Linked DNA regions of Sus scrofa: region 2 is linked to region 1. The links are chromatin contacts, called in public HiChIP or PLAC-seq maps. All regions are on one chromosome and are shown on one strand. Each heading gives the region's core, a stretch centred on a gene start, on an enhancer-like site or on the middle of the called end of the contact. The rest is flanking DNA. Distances are from core to core; before and after follow the strand shown. Region 1 holds the start of RBM4B (RNA binding motif protein 4B). Region 2 holds the start of CCDC87 (coiled-coil domain-containing protein 87).

The links. HiChIP or PLAC-seq counts read pairs in DNA pulled down with a chosen protein or histone mark.
Region 2: a contact with region 1 is called in an H3K27ac HiChIP or PLAC-seq map of skeletal muscle. The contact joins the promoter of CCDC87 here to the promoter of RBM4B in region 1. A contact is called at or near these places in 3 of 5 promoter capture datasets (fetal liver, fetal skeletal muscle and liver), 30 of 47 Hi-C or Micro-C datasets (adipose tissue, alveolar macrophages, blood and 13 more) and 2 of 2 datasets of contacts at active chromatin or transcription factors (alveolar macrophages and skeletal muscle).

What each region holds. Positions count from the first base shown.
Region 1 is chr2:5,743,182-5,749,315 of Sscrofa11.1, reverse strand. It overlaps RBM4B (RNA binding motif protein 4B), which reads right to left and starts at 3,042. Exons shown (of 2, transcript NM_001123188.1): 1 at 2,631-3,042. The coding sequence starts at 3,042.
Region 2 is chr2:5,829,578-5,835,711 of Sscrofa11.1, reverse strand. It overlaps CCDC87 (coiled-coil domain-containing protein 87), which reads right to left and starts at 2,281. Exons shown (of 1, transcript XM_003480670.4): 1 at 1-2,281. The coding sequence starts at 2,190. It overlaps CCS (copper chaperone for superoxide dismutase), which reads left to right and starts at 2,449. Exons shown (of 8, transcript NM_001001866.1): 1 at 2,449-2,490; 2 at 2,834-2,906. The coding sequence starts at 2,452.

The sequences.
Region 1 (6,134 bases), core at 1,793-4,292:
TCCCTGACCCAGGAACTCGATATGCTGCAGGGCGGCCAAAAAACAACAAAAAAATTTTAAAAACCTTTATGGGAGTTCCCCTGTGGTGCAGCAGGTTAAGGATCCGGTGTTGTCACTGTAGCAGCTCGTGTGGCTGCTGTGGCTCAGGTTTGATCCCTGACTCAGGAACTTCCACATGCCATGGGCACGCCCCCCGCCTCCCAGCAACAACAACAAAAAAATTTTTAAGCCTTATGTTGAGGACATCAGCTTTCATGTCTTCAACAAATGGTATCTTTTTTTTTTTTTTTTTTTTTTTTTTTTTGTCTTTTTAGGGACACACCGTGGCACACAGAAGTTCCCAGGATAGGGGTCATATCGGAGCCATGCAGCCTACGCCAGGTCCCAGCCGGGTCTGTGACCTACACCGCAGCTTACAGCAACGCCAGATCCTTAACCCACTGAGTGAGGCCAGGGATCGAACCCAGTCCTCATGCATACTTGGATTTGTTACCCCTAAGCCACGACAGCAACTCATGAAAACCCCTGTTCTTAATGACTACTTTCCATGTCAATAAAAGTTCATTATACAAGATGAAAAAAAAAAGGTAAGGACATGCAGCATTATCCTAGAATATCTCTGCAGTTTGTACCTAACTCAGGCCGCATTTTTACATTTTGCTTGTTGCCTGTAAAAAGAGAACACCAGTTCCCAACACTGTCCATTCACAGTCCTCTCCTTCATCAAATGACGGTAATTAAGAATATTTTTAAAGCTATATGAAGTGCAACAGCTTCCAGACTACTAAAAGAAAAATATACATAAGGAAAGCTAACTACCACATTTTAAAGAAGTTTTTTAACCATAACAGAAATATACTTCTTGTTGCCAACACCACTCACCTTTTTTTTTTCTTAGGGCCGCACCTGCTGCATACAGAAGTTTCCAAGCTAGGGGTCGAACCAGAGCTACAGCTGCCAGCCTACACCACAGCCACAGCAACGCCAGATCCTTAACCCACTGAGCGAGGGCAGGGATCGAACCCACATCCTCATTGTTCCTAGTCGGGTTCATTAACGGCTGAGCCATGAAGGGAACCCCTCACCTTTCATCATACAGTGTTTTCACGTCAAAACACTCTCACGCCTAGCACCTCATTCTGGGCTCACTATCATCCTGTGAGGGAGGTACGGCAGGGGTCATTAACTCTCCTTTCTAAGTGGGGAAATGAAACACAGCAAGATTAAGACACTTGCCCAAAGTTACACAAGTTACAACTTTTGCCTGTGCTTTAAAGAGTAGCTAAAGGCCAGGGCACCACTGGCTGAGGCAGAGATATCTGACACACTATTTGCAATCTCTACTACTGGTAAACTTTCTTACCCTTTTCTGGTCACCTTTTTCTCCTTTCCATTTCTTTTCTGTTTTCTAGGTTTAGTAGAGGACTCTTGAGTAAGTGTTAACAACCCCTTTAGCGGCACTCGAGAAAAAAGGTCTTAATTTACAAACCTGAAAAGTGGCTGTAAACCTGTTGTCCAAGATGATGCTGTCAACAAGAAACTTGTAGAAGAGCACTATGCACAGAACTTTCTGTGATGACGGAAATGTTCCATATCTGCATTAATACAGCAACCGCTAGCCTCATATGACTCTGAATGCTTGAAAGGTGTGCAGCACAACTGAGAAACCAAATCTTAAAATTTCATTTCAATTTAAAAGTCACATGGGGCTAGTGGCTACCACATGAGCACAGTTCTAGAGTCTTCAGACAACCTCCTGGCATTAACGACAACATATGTACCTTTATTAATAACATAAATAATACAGCAGCCTTACTGCAAATCTCATAAGCAGGACCATCACTCCCATTCAACCTAATATTTTTAGAAATTTTCTTTTTTTCCCTTCGAGTTAAATAACAGTAAGTGGAACAGTCTAGTCCCTGCCATGGTCTCTGGACCTGCTTGTATAGTTCACAGTACTGAGCAAATCTGAGCAAAGAGCTAATCCAGAGTCACCACCAGGAACACCTCTAGATGTCTCGGTTCTCCTTTCCCATAACTCATACCTCAAAGCAGTAAAGAGTATAAATCTTAACCATTTAAAATCTCAAAAAATAAATAAATAAATAAATAAAACTAAAAGGAACTCCCTGGTGCTTCAGCAAGTTAAGGATCTGGCATTGTCACTGCTGTGGTGTGGGTTCGATCCTTGGCCCAGGAACTTTCACATGCTGTGGCCGCAGTCCAAAAAATTAAATAAATTCTCTAATATAACACTTTCCATCATATCATAAAAGAAGCAGGTAAGCCACAGGCCTTCGTCCTCCCCTCTCCCATGAGGTACTCATTGGCCCAGGCAGATTAAACCTCCAACAGCACTTAAGTGAATGAAGGCTGCAGGATAAGGTAACCCCCACTGTTTGAGATTCTACAAAGTTGCTGAGGAACATCTTGGCAAAGGTGAAAAGGAGAAGTGTTTGCTTCTCCAAGAGTAAGTTGTGCTGAAGTGTGGTAAACATACAATCTATTATTTCCAACCGAAATAGAATGGAAGACACCACCCTACCAGACCCATGGTCCTGTGTTTCTGCCTCTGTCTAGAACTAGACCCCACTCACTCTCGCCACCCAGGCCCCAGGGCAGTTCACCTTGAAACTCTGTGTTGTCAAGGCCCCTGATGGCCTCCACCGCATCCTCTGCCCGCTCCATGTGTACGAAGGCATAATCTTTCACGATGTCACATTCGATGACTGGACCGTACTCCTCAAATTTGGCCCGAAGCTCTTGGTTGGTACAAGTAGGACTGATGTTGCCCACATGCAACTTGGTTGAAGCTTTGCTCTTATTCTTGCTGGCTTCCACGTTGATGTTCACCCCGTGCAGCTTGTAGTGGTGCAGGTTGCGAATGGCATCCTCGGCCGCCGTCTTGTCCTCTATGTGTACAAAGCCGTAGTTCTTAATGATGTCACATTCCAGCACCTTCCCATACTGCTCGAACAGTGAGCGGATCTCCTGCTCTGTGGCCTCCCGGGGCAGGTTCCCAATGAACAGCTTTACCATCCTGACAAGAGCCTGGGAGAAAAGAAACGAAATTTCCAAAAGTTAGCAGTGGAGGAGAAATTTTCGGTACACTGCATTTTGGATTAATCCTCCGAAGTTCTTGGCATCTTCAAGATCCTCACATAGACATTCATTATTCTTCCAAGAGCGGAGGGAAAAGATTTGCTTTGAAAGAGTAGTGTAAGCTCTGTGTAATGTGCAAACAGAGCGGGTGTCAGCATGCATTGCATAGTCCAACATCTCTGTAAAATGAGGCACATTCTAAGCACAGGGTTGGTTTAAAAAACTCTTTTTGGGGGAGCAGGTACGAGAAGACTCCAAGCTGGGAGCAAGAGGCATCTATCTGACTGTCCCTGGTAACAACGGTTTTGGAGGGAAATCTGGGTACCTCTCCTCCGTGCAGCATCACCTTTCACGATACTCTAGGAATAAAAAGGCCTCCTTGGCCCCAAACTAGGACCACCCCTCTTCAAGCGGCCCAACTCCAGTTCCTTCGCCCCAACAAAGACTCGACCTGACCCCTGCCCCGCCCCCTCCGGAGACCCGGCCCCGCCTCCTCCCGTTGTCTTCCCGGACCTCTTGCAGTGTGAGGAGAACGGCAAACCCTAGGCCGTCCCCGTCCGCCAGAGACCCGGCCCGGCCCGCTCCCAGGCCCCCCACACACCCACAAGAACCCCTCGCACCTCCGGGTGGCGGCGGCGGTGGCGGCGGCTCCCGCGTCAGAGAGAACCCTACAAAATGGCGACGGCCGCTCGAGCCTCGGCGGGACCGGGCCCTTTCTCGCGCGCCAGCTCACGCACGCGCGAGTGCGCGCTGCCTCCCTCCCCTCCCCCTCGCGGGAGCCGGGCGACCAATCCCGCGGCCGCATACAAATGGCTGCCCGGGGCTCGGCTCCCAGCCGCCCCGATACAGGGGCGGGGCCAGCTGGTGACGGCGCTGCGGCGCGGAGGTCAGCCCGCCCCCTGCCCCCCGGTAGCCAATCACCACCCTGGAAGGTGGCGGGTCGGAGCTCCTGCGTCAGAAGGGCTCTGGACGCAACCACTGCCTGGGTGAAATCAGAAGCCCGGGAGAGTCACTAAGCATCACAATGGATCGTGCTATTGGGCCATGGGGGTGGGGGAGGAGGGCAGTGGCTGATGACAAAGGGTTATCTCACTGGGTCCGCTAAAAGGCGGTTTTCTCAGAGGCCTGGCCATCCTCTACGGCCGCTTGGGAGAACGTTTGAGAAATACGGGCGCGCCACATTTTAGGCAAACCTAATCTTTCTTTGTAGAGTTTTTAAACATAATTAAAAATTTTTAAATTGCAAACATTATTCATTGGTGAGGAAACGGAGGACTAAAAATGGCAGAGCTGAGTAGCTCTAAGAGGCTAACTTAGTTAAGTTTCGTTTGTCATATGTATTGAAAGGCGAGTTTTCCCTCCCTAGCTAGAGAACTAGGCCCTAATTGTGTGTCATTCGCGTTTCTGGTCCTTGGCGAGCACACCAAAGGAATACCTGGTGTGCAGGCCCAGAGAGGGTGCTTGTTTCAGGGGTAGCCCAGCGTCCCCACGTGCACACCAAGCCGCGGGAGGGCTGGGAAATTGAGTTCCCCGGCACTTCCTCGCTTTCAGAACTCAGCTGTGGTCCAAGGGCACCTCCTGGTGGCAAGAAGGGAAGTTATTAATGTGAATTACTCGCTGTTAGCTTTGAACAAAGAATAGACATTTATGGAGATGGATGGCCTGAGCTTATCTGCAGGTAGAGCATGCCAGGTTGGTTGTCAGTCACCGTTCCTCCTTGATATCCTCTCAGATACTATCAGGCACAAATTCTCCAGGCTGCTCTCTTCCTGCCCAACTACTTTGTTATGTTTCTTTCCCTGAATTCTTTTTGAAATTCCGGCAATTTCAGAAGAGGCACTGTTCTTCCAATTCTGATAACACTCATGTTTGTCTCCCACCTAATTCTATTTCTCTCTCCTTTTCCCTCTCTTCTTGGTCATTTCCAGTTTCTCTCTACACTCAGACTTTTGAAACATGTGTAGGGACCTCCTTGCCCATTTCTGAAATAGTTTACAGTCATCTTCACCATTACTGTTTTTTTTTTTGTTTTTTTTTTTTGTCTTTTGTCTTTTTAGGGCCGCACCTGCGGCATATGGAGGTTCCCAGGCTGGAGGTCTAACTGGAGCTACAGCTGCTGGCCCATGCCACAGCCACAGCAATGCCAGATCCGAGCCGTGTCTGTGACCTACACCACAGCTCATGGCAATGCCGGACCCTTAACCCACTGAGCGAGGCCAGGGAGCGAACCTGCAACCTCATGGTTTCTAGTCGGATTCATTTCCACTGCGCCATGACCGGAACTCCCACCGTTGCTTGTTTTCTAACTTGGGTTTCTTCCTGTGTTCCAGCACAGACTTTGCAAATAGAGTCCGGACCTGCTGTCTGTCATTCACCGTCATGCACTGTCTTTTGAGGTCTTTCTCCAATTCTGCAAGTTTTCTGAGGTCACCAAAACTAATGGTGTTTTAGCAGTTTTCACCCTTTTAATATTTTCATTTTCACCATTCTTTTCTCCTCTTTTTATATTGTTCCTCCTCATAGCTCTGACTGTACCATTCCAACTCCTGTCCCCTCATCTATTTCCCTGTTCTCTCTCTGTGTGTGTGTGTGTGCGTGTGCTTTTTACGGCCACACCTGCAGCATATGGAGGTTCCCAGGCTAGGGGTCGAATCGGAGCTATAGCTGCTGGCCTACGCCGGAACCACAGCACCTCGGGATCCAAGCCGCATCTTTGACCTACACCGCAGCTCATGGCAACATCAGATCCTTAACCCACTGAGCGAGGCCAGGGATCAAACCCACAACCTCATGGTTCCTAGTCGGATTCGTTAACCACTGAGCCACGATGGGAACTCCTATTTCCCTGTTCTCATTTATTCCCTTTTACCTTCCTTCACCTTCCCCCATAGGCAACCATTAAATGACTTTAGTGTGTATTATTTTGTTTGTGTTCTTGAAAGACATGTCTTTTTTTTTTTTTAATTGAAGTATAGTTGATTTACAGTGCTGTGTTTCTGGTGTACAGCGAAGTGATTTCAGTTATATAT
Region 2 (6,134 bases), core at 1,032-3,531, 87 kb before region 1:
GATCTCCCGCAGCTGAATGGGCTGCAAGGCCCGCTCCCAGGCACTCACCAGGGACGGCAGCTGCCTGAGACGGGCGTTGGAGCTGTACTTGACGGCCATGTCCAGCCGGTCCTTGTCGCGGACCTCAAGCATGGACCACAGCCGCTCCAGACGCTTCTGCAGGCTCAGGATCTTGTGAGAGTCTTCCAGCAGGTTGTTCTTCTTAGGTCCTAGCCTGTGCGCCAGCACCGTGTTCCAATCCCACTCTCCTGGCACAAAGTCTGGTTCGTCCTCTTCCAGCAAGGGAGGCGGGAGCTGGATCTTTAGGGTCTCTTGCACAGGGGTCACGGGCTCCGCAGGAACCTCCTCTTCATACATGTGGAAGATGACATGGAGGAAATCTGTCTCCTGGTTGGCGAGATACCTGAAGTAGTCGTCCACAGACAAAGCGGTTTTCCACCAGTTCATCCACAAGGCCCCGTGGGACCGCTTCTCCCAGCTCTTTCCTGCTTGCAGTGACAGGAGGGAGGCCATCTTATCCGGGGGGTGCTGTAAGGTGTTGGCTCCCTGGGGATAAAGCCCAGCCAGCTCGGTGTTGATGCTGCGACGCTGTTTTTCTTGATTTAGAAAGGCTGAGGACAGGAAGGCCGACCAGTCTTGAATGGCTGCAGGCTCCACCAGGGGCCCCTGGTCGAAAGAGAAGTGGTCTTTGGAGACACGGCTCATCAGCTCCTTGTAAATCTCCCTGATGCTACTGCCGACAGAGAGGTCCACATCCATTTCCTCGACAAGTCTGGGTTCCAGCTCGCCAGTCAAGTGGTTGTACAAGACTCCGGCCCCGTCAACGTGGAAGGAATCCACAAAGTTTCGCCCCGAGACCTGTACAGCGGCTGCCTGGACCACCTGATTTCTTAGCTTCAAAGTAACAGTCACCGGTTGTGCTTCAAGTGGAGGGGGCGTGGGGGGGCGCTGCCCAGCCGCTTCATTCTCCTCCAGACCCTTCAACATTCTCTGCAGCTCTTCCATGTGGTGTCCTGGGCGAGGGCGGTAGGTCAGGGCCCCCAGGAGCGGGGGCAGGCCTGAGTCCACCAGTGAGCAGCGGGTCCGATGCAATTCCATGTTCCTCATTATCTGCTTCAGGTCCTCAGCCACTGTGTCCCCTGCCAGCTCAGGTTTGCTCTCTGCAACCAGGACCAGCGGGGTTAAGGGTCGAGGAGAGGGCGGAGGAAGACCCAACTCATCTGCTAGCTTCCAGCCCTCACGTAGGGAGGGCAAGGACTGGCCCCTCTGGAGCTGGAAGGAGAGGGGCAAGTGGGAGGGGGCGGGAGTCCGGCTGGGGGGAGCCGCAGAGCACGCAGGCAGGGACGCAGGCTGTGGAGAACCCAAGTTGCTTTCTCTCTTCTTCTGCACGGAGGACAGCCAGCGGAGAGGCTTCCTCTTCTTCAGCTGGGGAATGGACTTCAGTTCCTTTACCGGATCCAGTTCAGGCTCACTGACAGACTCTCGCGGGCGGCTGAGCTGGATGAGATCGTTCAGGCTGAGGTTGAAATTCGGCACTTGGGCAAAGCTAGGGCTCTCATACCACGGGATAGGGCAGAGCCTGAAAGCCTCAGGGGAGCCGCCCGGGCGCAGCCTGGACCTGCGGGCTTGGGCCTGCTCTTCCTTCAACAGGGCGCGGAAGTCAGCGAGCAGCCCACGGTAGACGTCGGGGCTGGTGAGGAAGATTGTGCATTCCCTGGCGAGGCTGGCGGCCAACCGGGTGAGCGTGGCTGATTCAGTGAAGACACTTGCAGGTGTCGACAGCATCTTCTGAAGGTGCAGGGAGCGTACGAAGAGCAGCTCGCTGCTGAGCAGCACGTAGACCAGGAGCCGCTTCCGCAGCCTCTGATTGTCCAAGTGGCTCAGACCAGGTTCCGCGGGGGGCTCCTGCCAGCTGCATTTTAGCTCGTCCAGGATGACCTGGGTGAAACAGAGTCGTACCTTCGCAGGCGCGCGCGCCTCCAGCCCGCTGCTGGCCAGCCGCTCCGTTACCTGGCGGCAGAGGGACGCCACGGTCAGTCGGGAGAAGGGCAGGGGCAGCAGCATGGGGACCTCCTTCGGGAGGCGCTTCTCAGACTCTGTGTGCGTCGCCCTGCGGGGGAAGAGCGACAGCGGACGCAGCAACTTGTGGTAAAACCTCTGGAGCTCTGGCTCCGGCTTATTGGGCTCCATCTCAGGGCTGGCATCCCGGGCCCGGCAGGCGGAGCTGGCGGTTGCTGAGGCAACGATGGCCCGGATGCCCAAGTGCGCCTGCGCGGCCCATGCCCGCCGCAGCCTGGTGGTGGGTGGGGAGGCGCGGTGCCTTGTTTGCGTGCGCACCAGGAGGCGGGGCGAGGAGCGTCTTCCCGGGCTCCGCCTCCCCGCGGCGCTGTTCTGGGTTGGTGCCTGCCGACCCGGACAGAACGGGTCCTTCGGCAGGTGCCTGGGTCCAGGATGGCATCGGACTCGAGGGACCGCGAGACTGCCTGCATGGTGAGGGTCGAGGCCTCGTGTGGGGACCTCGCAGAGCACAGAGCCTCGGCGTCTGGGGTGATCGTTAACTTGAGAATGGGGGAAGGAGCGGACGCCTGGGTTGGGGCCTGGGGCCCCAGCTCGAAACTGGAATGTGAGACCAACAGAGCCCTTGGCGTTAATGTTGGGGGGTGGGTGTTGGTCCTGAAATGATCGTGAGTGATAATGAAGGAGCTTGAGGAGGAATCACGTGGGGCGCCGTTACTCCAGGCCTTTGGGGGTGGTCATAGGGGAGATAGTGAAACAAAATCACGCAAGAAGGAATTTCCCAGCTCTTATCGACCCGTTCCTGCTACCTTTGCAGTTAGAGTTCGCGGTGCAGATGACCTGTCAGAGCTGTGTGGACGCGGTGAGCAGGAGCCTGCAAGGGGTGGCTGGTAAGAGCCAGATCCGAAAAACTTTTCTTCCAGTCTGGAGGCCTCTGGGAGGGACAGGAAGCTCTCTTAGACCAACCCTACTCCCATTTACAGATACAGAAATTGAAGCCTGGGGAGAGAGTGTTTTCAGAGAACCAGAGGCGGAGGCTGGAGTGCAGGGCTCAGGCTTGCCCAGCCAGATTCTTCTACTGCCTCTAATTGGCTGCCCCACTGGTGTCTTAAACCTCAGGTACCTGGAGAGTGAGGAGGTAGACAGAGCATAGCCCCCTGCAGGGGATGTTCCCTGGAAAACAGGCAGTTCTTGTTTGAGAAACAGCGTGATTTTTTTTTTTTTTTTCCTTTTGTGGGCTGCACCTGCGGCATATGGAGGTCCCCATGCAAGGGTAGGGGTCGAATTGGAGCTGTAGCCTACACCACAACCACAGCCATAGCAACACCAGATCTGCAACCTATACCACAGCCCATGACAACACTGGATCCTCAACCCACTGATCGAGGCCATGGATCGAACCTTTGTCCCTAAGGATGCCAGTCAGATTCGTTTCTGCTGAGTCACGACAGGAACTCCAACAGCGAGTTCTTGACAGAGTAAACAGCTGCCCTGGCCATGTTCCATTCCAGGTGGCTCTGATTCTTAAAAGCCAGCTAACTGGTCTGGTGTCTACTTGGCACAGTTGGAAAGATCTGTGAAGGCAGAGCCACCAGCATGGCCCTGGAAACTGCCTGCCTTTGATTCTCTTAAAGATTTATCCAGTCCTGGAGCTCCCATCGTGGCTCAGTGGTTAACGAATCCAACTAGGAACCATGAGGTTGTGGGTTCTGTCCCTGCCCTTGCTCAGTGGGTTAAGGATCCGGCGTTGCCGTGAGCTGTGGTGTAGGTCGCAGATGCGGCTCGGATCCGCGTTGCTGTGTCTCTGGTGTAGGCTGGCGGCTACAGCTCCGATTCGACCCCTAGCCTGGGAATCTCCATATGCCATGGGAGTGGCCCAAGAAATGGCAAAAATACAAAAAAAAAAAAAAAAGATTTATCTAGTCCTTCAGCAGGTATAGACCAGATACTGGGGGCTTCTAAGGGAGGAGGGTTGACAGGTGTTTCAGGCACAGCCCCTGCCCTCAGGGAAGATGAACACACAGGCTTTGTGCTGTGAAGAGCAGGAGATGAGATGTGATGGGCTCTGAGGACAGCGGTGGCACTTGGCTCTGTGCGAGGCGGCAGTGTGTCATCAGTATTAGGCGGCGTGTGCTCCAAAGTCAGACTGTTTTGGGTTCAAATCCCCTCTTTGCCACTTAATGGCACCAAGACCTCATGCATATGATTTTTTGTGCCTCTGTTTCTTCAGCGTTTAAGTGGGCAAAGTTGGAGTTCCATAGTGGCTCAGTGGTAATGAACCTGACTAGCATCCATGAGGATGCGGGTTCGATCCCTGGCCTCTCTCCGTGGGTTCAGGATCTGGCATCACTATGAGCTGTGTGGAGGTCTCAGACGCTGCTCCCCACGTTGCTGTGGCTGTGGTGTCGGCCAGCGGCTACAGGTCCGATTCGATCCCTAGTCTGGGAAGCTCTGTATGCACATGTGGCCCTAAAAAAACCACAAAAACCAGAGCCTGGGGCAGTTTTCTCAGCAGGTTTCCTAGGAACCAGGTAGACTTCTGGTGACTCTACATTTTGGGGCCTGGGTAACTGGAATCAGCTTGGCTTTCTCATGGGCTGACGGGGAAGTTGTAGTGTCCGGGGTGGGGTGGGGGGAGAGAGAGAAGGTGAGAGAGGAGGCGGGATAGAGTTAGATGGAGAGATAGGGATAGAGATAGAGAAAGAGATAGGGAGGAGATAGGGATGGAGGCGGGTTGATTTGCCTTCTCCGGGAGGCCGGGGCTTTGGGGACGAGGGCTCTGCTCTCCTCCTACGGGTAAGTGGGAGGACTTCCCAGCCCCAACGCTCCCTTCCTTGAGCCTTTATCACCCACCCTAGAACCATGCGGTTTTATCTTTTCTCCCTCTCTGGGCTCTGAACTAAACAGATACTGGCCTGGCCACACTCCACACCTGCCCAACCAAACGGCCGCTCACCTGGGGAGCCAGTCTTCCTGGTTCAGACTCATGTCAAGGGCTCAGGAAATGCAGCGTTAACAAGGAGCTGCTCACTGGAGCCTTCACACTTTAGCTGCAGAGAAGCAGCTCTTCTTAGGAGACCCCAGTGCAGAGCAGGAACCCACCTGTGCCAAAGCCAGTCCATCAGGAAGTCTTGGCTGCTGTGTCTTTTTCCCTGCTTTGGTCTTCACACCTATCCAAGCCACTTCACTTCTCCCATACCTAAGGAGAACCTCATCTCTGGGCTCCCTGTTGCCTCTGTTGCCCCCTCTAATAGCTTTTGCACATAAAAGCCAGAGCGATATTTAAAATCGTACATCAGATATTGTCACTGCCCTGCTTAAAGTCTTCTAAAAGTAGGAATGTTTAAGAGCTTCCCGTGGGTCAGGCACTGTTCTAGGCGCTCTACGTGAGATGCTCATTTAGGCCTTCCATAGCCCTCTGAAGTAGGTAGTATTGGTACCTCCATTTGCAGATGAAGAAACTGAAAAGAAAACTCGGAGTTCCCGTCGTGGCGCAGTGGTTAACAAATCCGACTAGGAGCCATGAGGTTGCGGGTTTGATCCCTGCCCTTGCTCAGCGGGTTAACGATCCAGCGTTGCCGTGAGCTGTGGTGTAGGTTGCAGACGCGGCTCGGATCCCGCGTTGCTGTGGCTCTGATGTAGGCCGGTGGCTACGGCTCCGACTGGACCCCTAGCCTGGAAACCTCCATATGCCACTGGAGCGGCCCAAGAAATAGCAAAAAAAGACAAAAAAAAAAAAAAAAAGAAAAAGAAAATTCAACAGAGAGGTTGAGTAAGTTGTCTCAGACCGCACAGCTAGTGTGTGGCAGATTCAGGATTTCAACTCCGGAGCCCACACCCTCAACCGCTGTACTCTGTGGCCTCCCCTTGCATTAACATCAAATTCCCGGGATTCCCGGGTGGCCTAGCAGTTAAGGACTCGGCATTGTCACTGCAGTGGCTCGGGTTCAATCCCTGGCCTGGGAACTTTTGTATGCCACAGGCACAGCCAAAATAAATAAATAAATTCAGATTCTTTCCTGTTTCCTGCAGGACTGGGCTTGATTGGTCTCCGCTTACAACTTTATGTCTTCTTCTTCTTTTTTTTTGTCTTTTGTCTTTTTAGGGCTGCACCTGCG